Regions from separate parts of the Sus scrofa genome. Here region 2 is linked to region 1. The links are chromatin contacts, called in public Hi-C maps. All regions are on one chromosome and are shown on one strand. Each heading gives the region's core, a stretch centred on a gene start, on an enhancer-like site or on the middle of the called end of the contact. The rest is flanking DNA. Distances are from core to core; before and after follow the strand shown.

Evidence for each region. A called contact is a pair of places that touch in the nucleus more often than the background predicts.
Region 2: a contact with region 1 is called in a Hi-C map of heart right ventricle, with 1.8 times the contacts expected there. The contact joins two enhancer-like sites.

Annotation. Positions count from the first base shown.
Region 1 is chr13:181,345,360-181,352,208 of Sscrofa11.1, reverse strand. It overlaps a transcript of LOC106508546 not described here. Among named protein-coding and RNA genes, the nearest start is that of MIRLET7C, 46 kb to the right of the region's middle. Within about 2 kb of position 4,183, at least 59 of the 83 cell types and tissues checked have an H3K27ac peak or open chromatin away from gene starts, as enhancers often do.
Region 2 is chr13:181,868,755-181,875,168 of Sscrofa11.1, reverse strand. No RefSeq gene overlaps it. Among named protein-coding and RNA genes, the nearest start is that of CXADR, 260 kb to the left of the region's middle. Within about 2 kb of position 2,823, at least 8 of the 83 cell types and tissues checked have an H3K27ac peak or open chromatin away from gene starts, as enhancers often do.

The DNA of each region.
Region 1 (6,849 bases), core at 2,934-5,433:
TGCAGAAAAAGAAGCATCTATCTACCCATATACAGCATAAAGTAATTTATATAAACAAAGTTACTCACTTAGATCTCTACTCACCTTTATGAAGGAAGAGAAAAGCTTTATTAATGACGCTCTCATATCGGAAAGTTATACACAGAGGGTTCAGAAAATGCACAATGGTTAGTAAGAATTATACATTTTATATATGTTTATGGGGAAAATAAACAACACAGCATTTTAAATCTAGCTTTGGTATCTTCTGATTATGAAACAGAAATTGATATATAGTGTGGTTCATAAATACGATGACATAAAAATCATGTATTTGAAATGGCTTATATTTGATATCACTCTAGCCAGTAAACATCTGTCCCTTACTTTATTTTGAAACTGATGGAACATCTTATACATCTCGCTTATAGGGTTATGTTAAAACAGGTGTCTGTAAACACATACTTGCATGTGATATTATTTTACATAAGAGGTAGTTTCTGATTCATTGTCTAAACATTGCTATTAAAAATAATCAAGTTTCTGTGTACTTGTAGATACCTATACATAGAGTTCTTTGTATTGAGAAACTTATGCTTTTAAAAATGCTTAATTACAATGAGAATAAGATTAAAAGAAGGAAAATATAAATATTACCAAAAACTTTATTGTTTATCTCTGTTCATTTGGGGTTTTAAAGCACTTGTTTTATACACACACACTCACACACACACACACACACACACACACACTTAAAATTTCAGAGGTTCTAGATAAAATGAAATAGGTGATATAAGTAAATATTCTGAAAAGGTACAGGGTGGATACATGCTTAAACACATTCTATGTGCCTTTATAGATGAGGAATATGTCTACGATACTGTAATATCAATTTTTTAAGAAATATAACCCATGGGTAATTTGTATTCTGTGACATTTCAAACCATAAGTAATTCTAACAAATCCAATAAAAAGGTGAACAAAGACTCCATTACACTATTCTAAAATACATTCAGAAATTTATTTTTAAAATGCAAAGATGTATATAATTTATAGTACCCCTGCAAAGCAACAGAGTTTAAAGAATGAAATCGTCTCTGGTTTCTTCTATTATGGAAAAATCTCTCGTCTCCATTTTGAATCTTATTATCTGAAACATTATTGTAAAATTTTAAAACAGACTTAATGTTTGATTCTGTTTTCAAAAATGCATACATGATATGGCAATGGCTAATAATGTTCAAAGATTTCATGTTACTTATAGCTGGAATAGTTACCTTGTATAAAACTAAAATTTTCATAAAAGTAAAAGTCTGCAGTTCAGATTTGGTTGTTAAATGAACTAGAGCAGTCTGACTTCATAGGTGGTGTTTACTAATTTATCTCACATACATCCATGGTATATATCAAGTAAAATGTAAAAATTAAAAAGTACCATATTTCTGCTAATATAACTCTTGAATTCTTATAACAAGAAATGTCTTATTATAATAGGGCATATAAAGTATTTAGTCTGGTTAAAAAGACTAAAGAAAACTCTGGCAATAAATACCAATCACAAAGCAGCATTCTTCTTAAATCAGTTGCAAAATCTAATAGGGTCAAATAAAGAAGAGGGCAAATCATTTTATTTCTAGGCCTCAACATGATTATAGCTATACATTACATATTCTCAGCCACAGTTATGTGAAAACACAGGATTTATTTAAGTAGCTAATGTATATATTTCTATACATATGAAAAAAGTTATAAATTTAAACCACTCTTCATTATTAACTGAGTTATTCTTTAGACTAGCTGTCTTAAAATACACCAGAAGAAGCATTTAAAAAACATCTGTATCTTAATTTTGCTTCTTACACAGATATCTTATATTGCTTTTATATGGTCATTAGAATACAAATGCTATTTCAGTGCACCTCTGTAATCACTTTCAAGTACAGTTTCTACAAATTGTATTTTGGGGGGTGGGTCATGTTCGAAACATTGCTGATTATAAAGAAGAGCATTGTTCTTTTCTCCTAGGCAGAATCTATGTATGTTCTTTTGTTCTGATGGTAACTGCAGACAATCAATAAGGTCCAAAGCTGCTGGTTCCCCTCCGCCTAGGTCCCAAGAGCCTGACTTGTGATGTTACTAAAATACCTCACAAGTTAGGGTCTCAGGGACTAGGAAAAGTCTGGTTTGATGCGGTAGAATTCTTCTTCCAGTTATAAAGCTAGTTTAGAAATTACAGTTGGGTCCAATTAACTTTTTCCTCTAAGTACTAATTAAATGACATACGTAGAAATATATATGGTATATAAAAGGCAGGATGAGCTGAGTATTCACGACGACCATTTACAGACTAATTTCAGACCTTAAAATAATGAAGACTGTAAGAAACAAGGCAGATAATAAACAGTTAAGAGTCGTTCCATTAGATCCAAGAAAGATACCAAAAATGGGTTAAAATCTGTTTCTAGACTATTTGTACAGCAACACCATAGCCTCCATTATATTAAAGGAGGATTATATGCCAGTTAATGGGACCCTAATTGAAATTTCGCTTCTCATTACAAGTCTATACAGCACAACTTTTAAGGTGGGCCCAGGACATATAACACTTTAAATCTAATTTAAATATATACTGTTGCAGTTAAGAATAAAACAAAAACTTTTTTGCATGTCATAATTTAATACCTCTGAAGCTTGCTATTTCTCTTTGAATCTCCAAACTCTTCAGACAGCCAATATTTCCATGCATACTCTGTAGCTATTTGAGCAATGCCACTTAACAAACACGTAACTTAAAATGCTGGCAACATGATTAAAAAAAATGTTTCTATTTTTAAATAATTGCATTATAAAGCTCAATACTTTTGAAAATACACAACCCCCATCCTGCATATTCACTGAATTTCCTCCGATCTTTTAGCCTTGTTTGTGGTTCGAGAACAGAATTTGTACTTTAGGAATGATCCAAGGTTTAGTAGCATAGAACGCAGGGTAAAACAATCGGACCAGCCATAACATAAAAGTCCTGGCCACAGAAGTGGAATCTGGTTCTTCTGAAGTGGTTGATCTTAAAAGGGAAAAGAGGAGGAAAAAAAAAAAAAACAAAAAAATGGAAAGAATTAGAATGTTTTCCTGTAGAACAGGTGAATCATCCATTTCCAAGTAAGCTGCAAGGAAAGCTATACTGAACAAAATATTTGCTAACTGGCCCCCCTCCTCCACCCTAGTACCACACCCCTTTCCAACCACCACCCCCCACCCTCTGTCCAGATCTTTACTTTGCCTTGTTAAGACTTTAAATATTCTGCTCCATGATGTAATGCATCATTATATAAGATCTCTTTCTGTTTATCGTTTGATTTTCCATACTGAATCAGTTATGGCTTAAAATAGTAAATAGTTAAAAAATAAAATAAAACAAAAAAGCAGCACTCATAAAAAGCAAAAAAATAAAACAGTCCTTAGATATAAGTCCATGCTTTTCCTTAAAACTGAATATGGCTTTACAATTTTTGACCATAGCATTCAACCAATTATTAGAATGAAAAATCTCACCCCTCCATAAATATGACATTAACATAATTATACCACCCCCATCACGGAGACCCATCCTCCTTAGGGAATACATCTGATGCTCCAAAGATGGAAATCAGTCAGATTTTAGTTGCTCTCCAACGTACCTTTGCTTCTCACTGACTGACTGGCTTTTACCCTCCACGCACTCACACGCCACCCCCTCCCCTCGGCTAGACACGGATGCCGGAGCGAGCACGCGCGCGCACAGGCATACAGACACCCAGCGAGAGGCGAGGCAAAGCATCTGATGCTGACTCAGAGCGCTTCTGTGTGCTGGGGGTGGCAGCGGCTGGTATTTTCACTGCGCTCATCATTAACATTAACTCACAGTCTAGCATCCACCCTCTCCCAGACCTGCGGGACTGCAGTATTTGCATGACGCTGTCACTCTAGCTTTTGCAGGTCAGATGATGGAAGAAAAAAAAAAACAACAGAAAGAAAGAAAAGGAGTTAAAAGAAAAAGCCCTCAGAGCCTTCATTTCTTCCAGGGTCTCCTTATTTTTCCACATTTCTACTTCCTCTGTGGCTATGTCTCAGTTGTTTGACATCTTTCCGGAAGAAACTGTCTTGTGCTTCACTGAGCCAGTAGTCAGCAGGTCCACCCCTCACCTCACACTCCGATCCCCACCCTCCCCCAACTCCCAATCAATAAGACAGATCTCCAAATACAGTTGTGGAAACAGGCTCCGACACAGTCTCATCCTGGATTCACTACCTCAGGAAGCAGGCAGCCAGGCTCACACGTGATAGAGAAATAATGCCAGCAAATCTTTAGCAGTCTTAGACTTTATTCTACGCTTTCATTCCCACCCACCCCCATCCCGGCTGACGAAAGAGCAAAAAAAAAACCCTTTCCACTTGTCTCTGAAACCCACAAACAGCTTAAGAGACACATGATTGAGGTGGATCTGTAAAGATCAATCATTTCTATTTACTAATGAAAAAAAACTATGATTTTAATAAAAATAATTGCTTAATATTTTTATTAGCTGTGCTCTCATTTCACAGGAATTACGAGATCTGCCAGGATCTGAATCATCAATATGATTTAAACTGCGCTGAAATCCTAACTTGATGGGATGAAATTAACCGACAGGGATATTAATATATATATATATATATATATATTTACTTTTTCGATTTAAGAACTTTTAAAAATAATAATAAATAGCCGTGTTGATGAATATGTATATCAGTTTTTGAGACTAGAAAATGTTTGCAGGCTATAAATATTAAAGATTAAAGATATGTTTACTTACAATATGGATTTGCACATATATGTGAAAACAATCTACTATGTGCATTGTTACAATAAGAAGTAAAAATTTGGACGCAGTCGTATGTGAGCTACAGTGTTTCATAACATAGAAGGCAGTATATAGGTATTTACCAGTTCCTTTGTTCTTCAACTGTTCCCTTTAATGATAGAACGTGGTAAACTGCCTACCTTTCTTTTCTACACAAGCAATATTTCTGAATAACTTGCCAGACAGAGCCAGCCATCAGTGACTCCGCAGCTTGCAAGAACTAGATACAAAGGATAGAAAAAGTACGATGATTCTCAAGCCAACTCTAATGCTGTCTGGTGCTGGAGAAATTTCGGTTTACCCACACAGACAGATCCCATCATGCACTGCGGCACTGCAGGACCAACTAAGGTAGCAGTCTGGCAGCAGATCTGTGGCAACAAACGTGAAGGACAACCGTTTGCAGAGGTTCCAAAGAAAACATCACACAACCCTTAAAGAGAAAGAAGCAACTGAACTAGGATATGTACCTTTACAATCAGCCCCTCCAAGCTCCTGATTTGAGAGAAAAAGGGGGGAAAGGGAAAACTTAAGAGCAAAAATAAAAAGCACAAATAAAGAAACCGTCACCTGGAGGAAGCTTGGAGTTTACACACTCTCACTAGAGAGAGAAATACAGGAAAGGAAAGAACAGGAGGGGGAGGAAGAAAAGGAAACAGAAAAGGGAGGAGGGAGGGGAATGGTGGATAAGGGGAAAAAAGGAACAGGGGAAAGAGCAAAGAATCACTGAGCATTGAAGTAACAAATAAAATAGGAAATTCGATTTCAGAAACCAAAGATTCCAGATCAGAGTTCGAGCTTAGAATTTACTGAAAACCTGTAACAGAAACTAATGCATACACAGCATAGTTTAAAATACTGATTGTTGGTAAGACGCCTGCTGACTTCCTTCCTGTTCTACGTCTGTGTACTAAACTGGTCATTTCTAAAGTCTCTTTGCTCAGATCCATCTTTTTTTTTCCTCTCTCTCTCTCCAGAATCATCTGTGTCCTTTACGCTATTTTTTTTTTTTTCTAGACAGTTGCCCACAATACTCTGGATAAATTAATGTTGTGACCTTGCCATGGCTATCGGACATAAAATGTCGACTATTTTAATAATTGAACATGTGCTTACAGCAAACTGCCTACTGATATCTTAGCTCTGTGGACAGTCAGCTTAAGCACCTCACTCCCAGCTCTGTGAATCGGAAACAACAGATGCAAATACCACTTTTGTTTTTTCCTATTCCATGCCGTCTCTGAATGTTACATACAGGGAAGACACACACATTATTTAACTTAACAGAAAGCATAAAAACATTAACCAAGGGAGTTATAAGATAAAGAAGAAAGGTTTGAAGAAAAATAATAATTATAAACGAATGGCCATGCATTTAAAATATTTATGTCTGGATCTGAGTTAGTCAGTTGCCCAGTGCCCAGGCTTTTTATCAAGACCACCTTTGAGCCAACAGGAATGTAGCCCTGATTAAATCAATATTTATTTGAAAGAAGATGTATCAGTTCAACTATGGCTGTCATAGACACAAGATTAAGGTCTCTTCTTATTCTAAACGTCTATCCATCAATACTAAAACATTCCTAAAGGACACTCTGACTACAGCCAAACTATTTACAAAATAAAAATTTCAATGTATTTTATATTTAATTTGAAGAAGCAATGCAGTGCAGTCTTCCTAGATCAATTATTTTTAGATGTTATTTGAGTTTTGTTCTATTAACTTAAAAAAATACCTACGATACATCTGGATCTATATCAAATGATGTATTATTAAATTAAAGGAAGCAATAACTACTCTAAAATACTTTAATACGACCTGTCTTCTACCTTACTATTAAGGCAAGGATCATTTCTTGGAAAGGCCATTTGAACTCACTGTTATGAGAGTTATGGGAGTTGCACTTAAAAGCACTTGTAAGGAAGATGAAGGACAAAGTGATCGACAGTTCAAACTTTGACTCAAAATTCATGGATGTGCAGAATATAT
Region 2 (6,414 bases), core at 1,574-4,073, 520 kb before region 1:
AATGGCTTAAAGGTCATTCAGCAAATTTGGGTGGAACAAAGTTTAGGTCTCTAGGGTTCTGAACTTGCCTTTCTTTAGACAAGTTGTTGTTTGGTGGACCTTTAATTATTTATGTGATTTATTTGCCAACTTATGTAAATAAGATTGTCATAATGTTAACTATAATCATGAAAAAATTCTTAACATACAAACCACTCTATAACACAAGTGGGATAAATATTATTTGTAAGTCTGGAGACTCAGCTGATGACACATTCGGTGGATCAAAGAGTTAGAAGGAAGCACATACTATTGTCCCTTTAAATTCTCTTAGACTCTGGTTATACCAAATTGCCTACCCAGTTAAAACTCGCATGGGAGGAAAACTTCATGCAGTTTTGCTCAACTGTTTTGCCTTTTATAACATTAAAATGTAAATTTAAATGGACCACTTCGGCAAAATTTCTTCAGTGGAATGATGACATTATAATATATAGCAAATATTATTAGAGTGTGAAATTGAATAGGAGATTCTTGCATTACTAAAAACTTAAGATTGTGTTCTAGCTGGCATTTTAACTTGCCTGTCTTTTCAAAGGTAAAATTTTCTTCAGGATAAAGTTCTTAATTCACATTCTACTTCAAGCATACTTTCAAGTGCATTCTATCACTAGAAAAATTATTTTCTAGTATGCATTTAGCACTCCTTTAGTCCATAAGAGTCTTCTAATCTTTAGTAATTATCTCTCTTATTTTCTGCATCATTGTCCAAAATATTTATTTGCCTTATACATGGTGTCCTTTATTAGGTGGATAAAATAATTTAAATTCTTTCTTCAGTACTTATTATAGGAACGGCAATAACATTGATTTTTTTTCAGGATTCATAAAATTTATCTGTTAGCTCTTTCAGTGAGCTTTATTTATTCCCCAGTGATGGTGACTAGAATATGCAGTAAGTGATGGTACACTTCATAGGTATGAGACTTATGTTAAAGGCAGAGTCCTTTGATGGAATGATTTGGGGAGAAGCTGAATTTCAGCAGAATCTTGAAAAGTTGTCAGGGTTTTCTTAAGTCAAAATTTAATAAGCACCACCTTTGGGTGAAAGCACAGACATGAGAAAGAGTAGGTAAATCAGGGATAACATGTAGTGTCTTTTTCTCTTCTAAATAATAGTTAAACTTCTTAAAATAGGTATAACTATCCCATCTAGTTTTCTAACCACACTTTCACAAAGTTCCTTCGAGTTATCTTTGCAAACTATTCATTATGTAACCTATCACTTTCTTTTTTTTTTTTTGTCTTTTTATCTTTTAGAGCTGCACCTGTGGCATATGATGATTCCCAGGCTAGGGGTCCAATCAGAGCTGTAGCTGCTGGCCCACACCAGAGCCACAGCAACGCAGGATCTGAGCTGTGTCTGGGACCTACACCACAGCTCATGGCAATACCAAATCCTTAACCCACTGAGCGAGGCCAGGGATTGAACCCTTGTCCTAATGGATACTAGTCAGGTTCATGAACTGCTGAGCCATGACGGGAACTCTGTAACCTGTCACTTTTAACCCCTGAGGGAAGAAAATATGAATTACCCTATTTCTAGGGATAGTTATGGGCCGGCTACAAAGCCCCACAAGTCTGCCTTCCTGTGCAAACCTGGGAACTAGTCCCATTGAAGGAGGCACTCCCTCTTCACTTAATCTTCTTCTAGCAACATTGGTACCACGTTGGCCTAGTCATCTGGTTATAAATACTGACTTAAATGTTTAGATATCATCCCTATAAATCATGTTAAATTTTATATGCTTTTCCCCCCTATATAGTACCAAATTATTATGCGAAAGTTACACAGTTATTTCTTTTGACAAGGGATCCTGAAACTGTTGAATCCTATGTATATTATCCTTCCTTCTGACAGACATTATGACTTTTTAAAATCACAAACATATTTCCACTATTGCAGATATAACAGGAACCAAATTTATTGTTTGAATTTTATTGGGAAAAGGTGAACACAGCTGTTTTACAGTGTGCTGGTTCATGGGGCAGGCGTGCATTCCTGAAAGTTCTTGCTGTTTAGCCGCAAGAGTGCTTCAAATCACTATGGGTCATGTGGTGCCCTGGAGAGGTGGGGGCTTCAACCAGGGCGATTAGTGGGAAGAGAAGAGTTTGAAGTTCTACACTTTTGGGGTTTAGGTAACATTAGGGGAGAGGAGGGTGAGAGAATTGGAGAAAGGTGGATGGATAGGTCCTTACCATTTCAACAGCACTGTTTCAACAGCTACCATAGGAGTGCTTGGCAGTAGGACTGAAGGAGCCCAGCCCAAGAAAGCCCAATCCTCTTAAGGAAAATAAAATGAAATAAAATATAGTTTAAAAAAAAAAAAGAAAGAAAGAAAGCACATTCCTCTTTTTTCGATGTGTGGCCTCCTCATGGGCAGGTCCCTGAGGCAGGCCTCAGTTTGGCCCCTGTGAAACGTGGTTTGTTAGTCACAGCTAATGTATGCGATTGTGATGTGGATTAGCAAAAAGAATGTTTGTGATCTTTGTAAACTACACACAGTGCTGGTCTTCCATGGCTGCAAAGCCTCCTCAATTAGTTCCTCTGTGTTAGCTTCTGACTATGTGGCAGATCAATGCCTGGGTAAGGAGGATGGTGAGGAGTATGAGGAGGGCCTTTGATCCTCTTTTCCAGTGCTAACCTGAGAGTTGAGAACAGTTTTGGTCATGGTGGCCCCTTTCCTTGTGGTTTGAACTCCAGATCTGAGAACATTGTCTCCAGTGGTTTTGGCGGCCCTCATGTAGGGTCAGGGTGACCTTGTTCTCACACAGCGTCTGACACACTCCATTTGATCTTCTGCCTCTGCTGAGGAATCTTTCACCTGCCAAGAAGAGATCTGCCTCCACACCAAGGCAGGACCTTGACTTTCAAATCAAGGGGATGACAGTCGGCAGCTGCTATTGAGACAAGCCAATTGCCTGCTTTGCCGAAGCTTGTCAGGAACCCTGATGACAGAGGGCTGTTCTGGAAACAACTGGCATTGGAGGATTTCAAGGCCTTTGAAGTTCCTGACAAGCATGATTTTTTCCTTCATCAGGGCAAAATAAGTCAAAAGATAGAAGCAAAAGCACATGTGATAAATACTCAGAAAGCCAAACAGGTTAATGCATAAAACACTCCTGGAAAAAAAAAAAAAAAGCCTCTTTATCTTTTACAGCACATAAAAACATTTTCCACTTGGCAAATTGTGTGTCTTTAAAAATAGCATGGAACCATGTGATATGAAGTGAGAAAAGAGAGAAGAAAGTATGCTAGTGTGCTTTCAGAAAGTTAGGAACTGAATTCTACCTGTGTGCTGAATCTGAAAGCATTTGTTTTTTGATGAAAAGTCATTATGGTTGTTTGTCCTAACAATGTTTTTTAAAAAAATAAAAAAAGCTATCCCTAAAAGAAGTTTGAGCACTTTATTATTCTATTGCTAAGAATGTATTATTTTTCTGTTAGAATAAATGTCAACAAAAATACTATTAGTCCTGTAAGTCAGTCCTTTTCTTCCACTTCTGAAACAGTGTTTTCACTGCCATTTTTAGTTATCATACTATCTAAATATTCATAGAGTTAAAAAGCCTTTTATTATGGAAAGTTTGAAACATGAAAAGTAAAGAGGGAAGGAGAAGGAAATGGCATCACCCACCTTCAGATTTCTCCACTCACGGTCAAACTATTTCCATCTAATAAATAATTCAGTATCAATCCATCGAAGATAAAGACTATTTAAAAATGCAACCACAGCTGTGGGTGCAGCGTAGGCCAGCACCTATAGCTCCAGTGTGACCTCTAGCCTGGGAACTTCCATATGCCACATGCGCGGCCCTAAAAGAAAATGCAACCACAATATAATTATCACACCTCAAGTATTAATTATATTCTAAATATCAAATATCCATTCAATGGGTAAATGACCCAGTTACCTTGTAATTTAAAAATTTTGGTGTTTGAATCAATACTCAGGTAAGATCCACACATTGTATTTGTAGAGATTTCATTGCTGTATATCTTAAATCTTTTAACCTTTAGGTTTGCTTGTTCTCTGTCTCATATCTTTTTTTTTTCTCCTCATCTTTATTTTTTGTGGACACTAGATTGCCTTGTCTTTTGGTATTTGCCACATTCTAGTGAATGTTAATAATATACCTCTTGGGTCACATAATAAGTTCTTCTATCTCTTATTATTTTTGAAAATTTGTAGTTACATCTAGAGGCTTGATTCAATTCAGATTTGTTTTTCTGGCAAGATTGCATCAGAGATGCTGTTGTATACATACCTCACACGTAGGAGGCGTATAATTCTGAAGGCTTCTCTTTGCCTTATTAGCAGCCATTGGTAGTCAATTCTTAGACGCATTATAGATGGGTAATCTAAGTCTAGCAATTGTTCTTCATTTCTGGATATGTATTAGAAAGGTAGACATCATAACATTTCCAATCACTTATGTGTGAGGTCTTAGAAAAGGAGTCAGTGATGACTTTGAGAACTGAGTCTGAGCAACTAGAAGAATAGGATTGCCATCAACTGAGACAGGAATGGTCACAGGTTAAGCAAGTTTTGTGGGGAGTTTACTTTTGGACTTACTGACTTGGAGATGTCTATAAGATATCTGTAGCAGTCAGGGTTCAAATAGAGAAACAGATACAGTTTTTGCTTCTTTGCTTCAACCCTGACTGACCCTGACTGATACATGCATATATGTGTATATATATATATATTCACAATATATGCACATGTGTGTGTGTGTATATATATGTTTATGAACATACATTTTTAAATCCATCTAACATGCACTTTTATATATCTTCTATATACAGGATATATATCCAGTATATAGGGATATATAGTTTTCCTTATTTCTGGATATGTATTGAAAGCAGACACATAAAGATAGAAATATACAAAATAGATATACAAATCCCTTCATATAGCTCATTATACTGTGTGTGTGTGTATATATATCTATATATCTATATATCTATCTAGTATATATAGATGTAGTTAGAGATACACGAAGGGATTTATTAGAGGGATTTGAACTTATGCAGTTGTAGGAGCTGTTTAAGCAGTCTCTGTAAGGCTGTCATCTTTGTGTCTTATACTGAAACTTGAAGTCCACCAGGCAGGCAGTTGGGAAGAAAAGAAGAATGTAGAATAGGGGAGAGCAAGAACAGAACATACTGGAATATATAAGCAAAGTCAGTTCATGGTTGCCTTTGACCTTGATGATATAGGTCTCCTAAAGAAGCCAGGGCCCTCTATCAGATAGATAAATACATACACTTGGCCCTGGGATCAAGAAAGCAAAGGATATTCCAGGAGGAAGTGGGATTTATTGCAGATCCAACCTCTGCCTCATGCCAGTGAGTAGAACCTGTGGATAAATAACAATAGGAAGGAATTACAAAATGTCTGCTGATTCCAAACCTTCCATCAGAATCTCTCTTGAGACCCAACTTAACCAGAAACATATAGGAAAGGAATCTTAGAAAATGTAGTTTTGTCTAACCAAGTTATTGCATGTCAAAACCACCACAACATTAAAATATAACTATATGTGGTTGGATATTTGAGTCTGGAGTTTGGAAAAATAAGTGTGGAAATTGTTAGTATATGATTTTAAAAGGCTTGAGACTGAGTGCAGTCTCTGAGGGAATGAGATTAGGAAGAGAGGAAATAGGTCTAGGACTTAGGTCCATTGCTCTCCAATTTTAAAAGATTGGGGAGAGGAGGAAGTATGAGAATAAGCACTGAGAAACATGATGAGTGGTACAGTGGGAAAACCAGAGTAGGGCATCCTGGAAGCTTTGTGAAGAAAGCACATCAAGGAGGAGGGAGAGATTAATTGTATCCCATCCTGCTCACAGAACAAGTATGATGGAGGCTGAGCACTGACTTTCTGATGACCCGAGGAGAGTGTAAGGAGAGATCCAAGCCTTGTCAAGTAGATCCAGGTGGTCACTTCCGCCTTAAGAGTTTAAGCAGAAGAGAAGAGGGGAAGATGTAGCAAGTGAGGTAAGAGGAAAACCAGATGTGTGGTGTCAGAAAAGTCAAGAAAGTGATTCAAGAAGAAATCACAGTGAAGAAATACGTAGTTGTGCTGTGCTAATTTTGATCCCCCTGAAAAAGAAGCTCAAGACAAGAACTTGGATTCAGGTAATTTGTTTTGAGGAGGTGATCCCAAGAAGTGGGAATGATGGAGTGAGGAAAAACACAAGAAATTGGGAAAAAATAAAATAAAATGTGTACTGTTGAACTGCTTATCACTCCAGGGCTCCATGTAAAAGTTTCTTCAGAATTTTCCCTCTGAAGAAATGGAGACAATCTACACTTGTGTCCTGGTTAGTAAAGAATTATCACCAGATAGTCTATTACTTTGCTA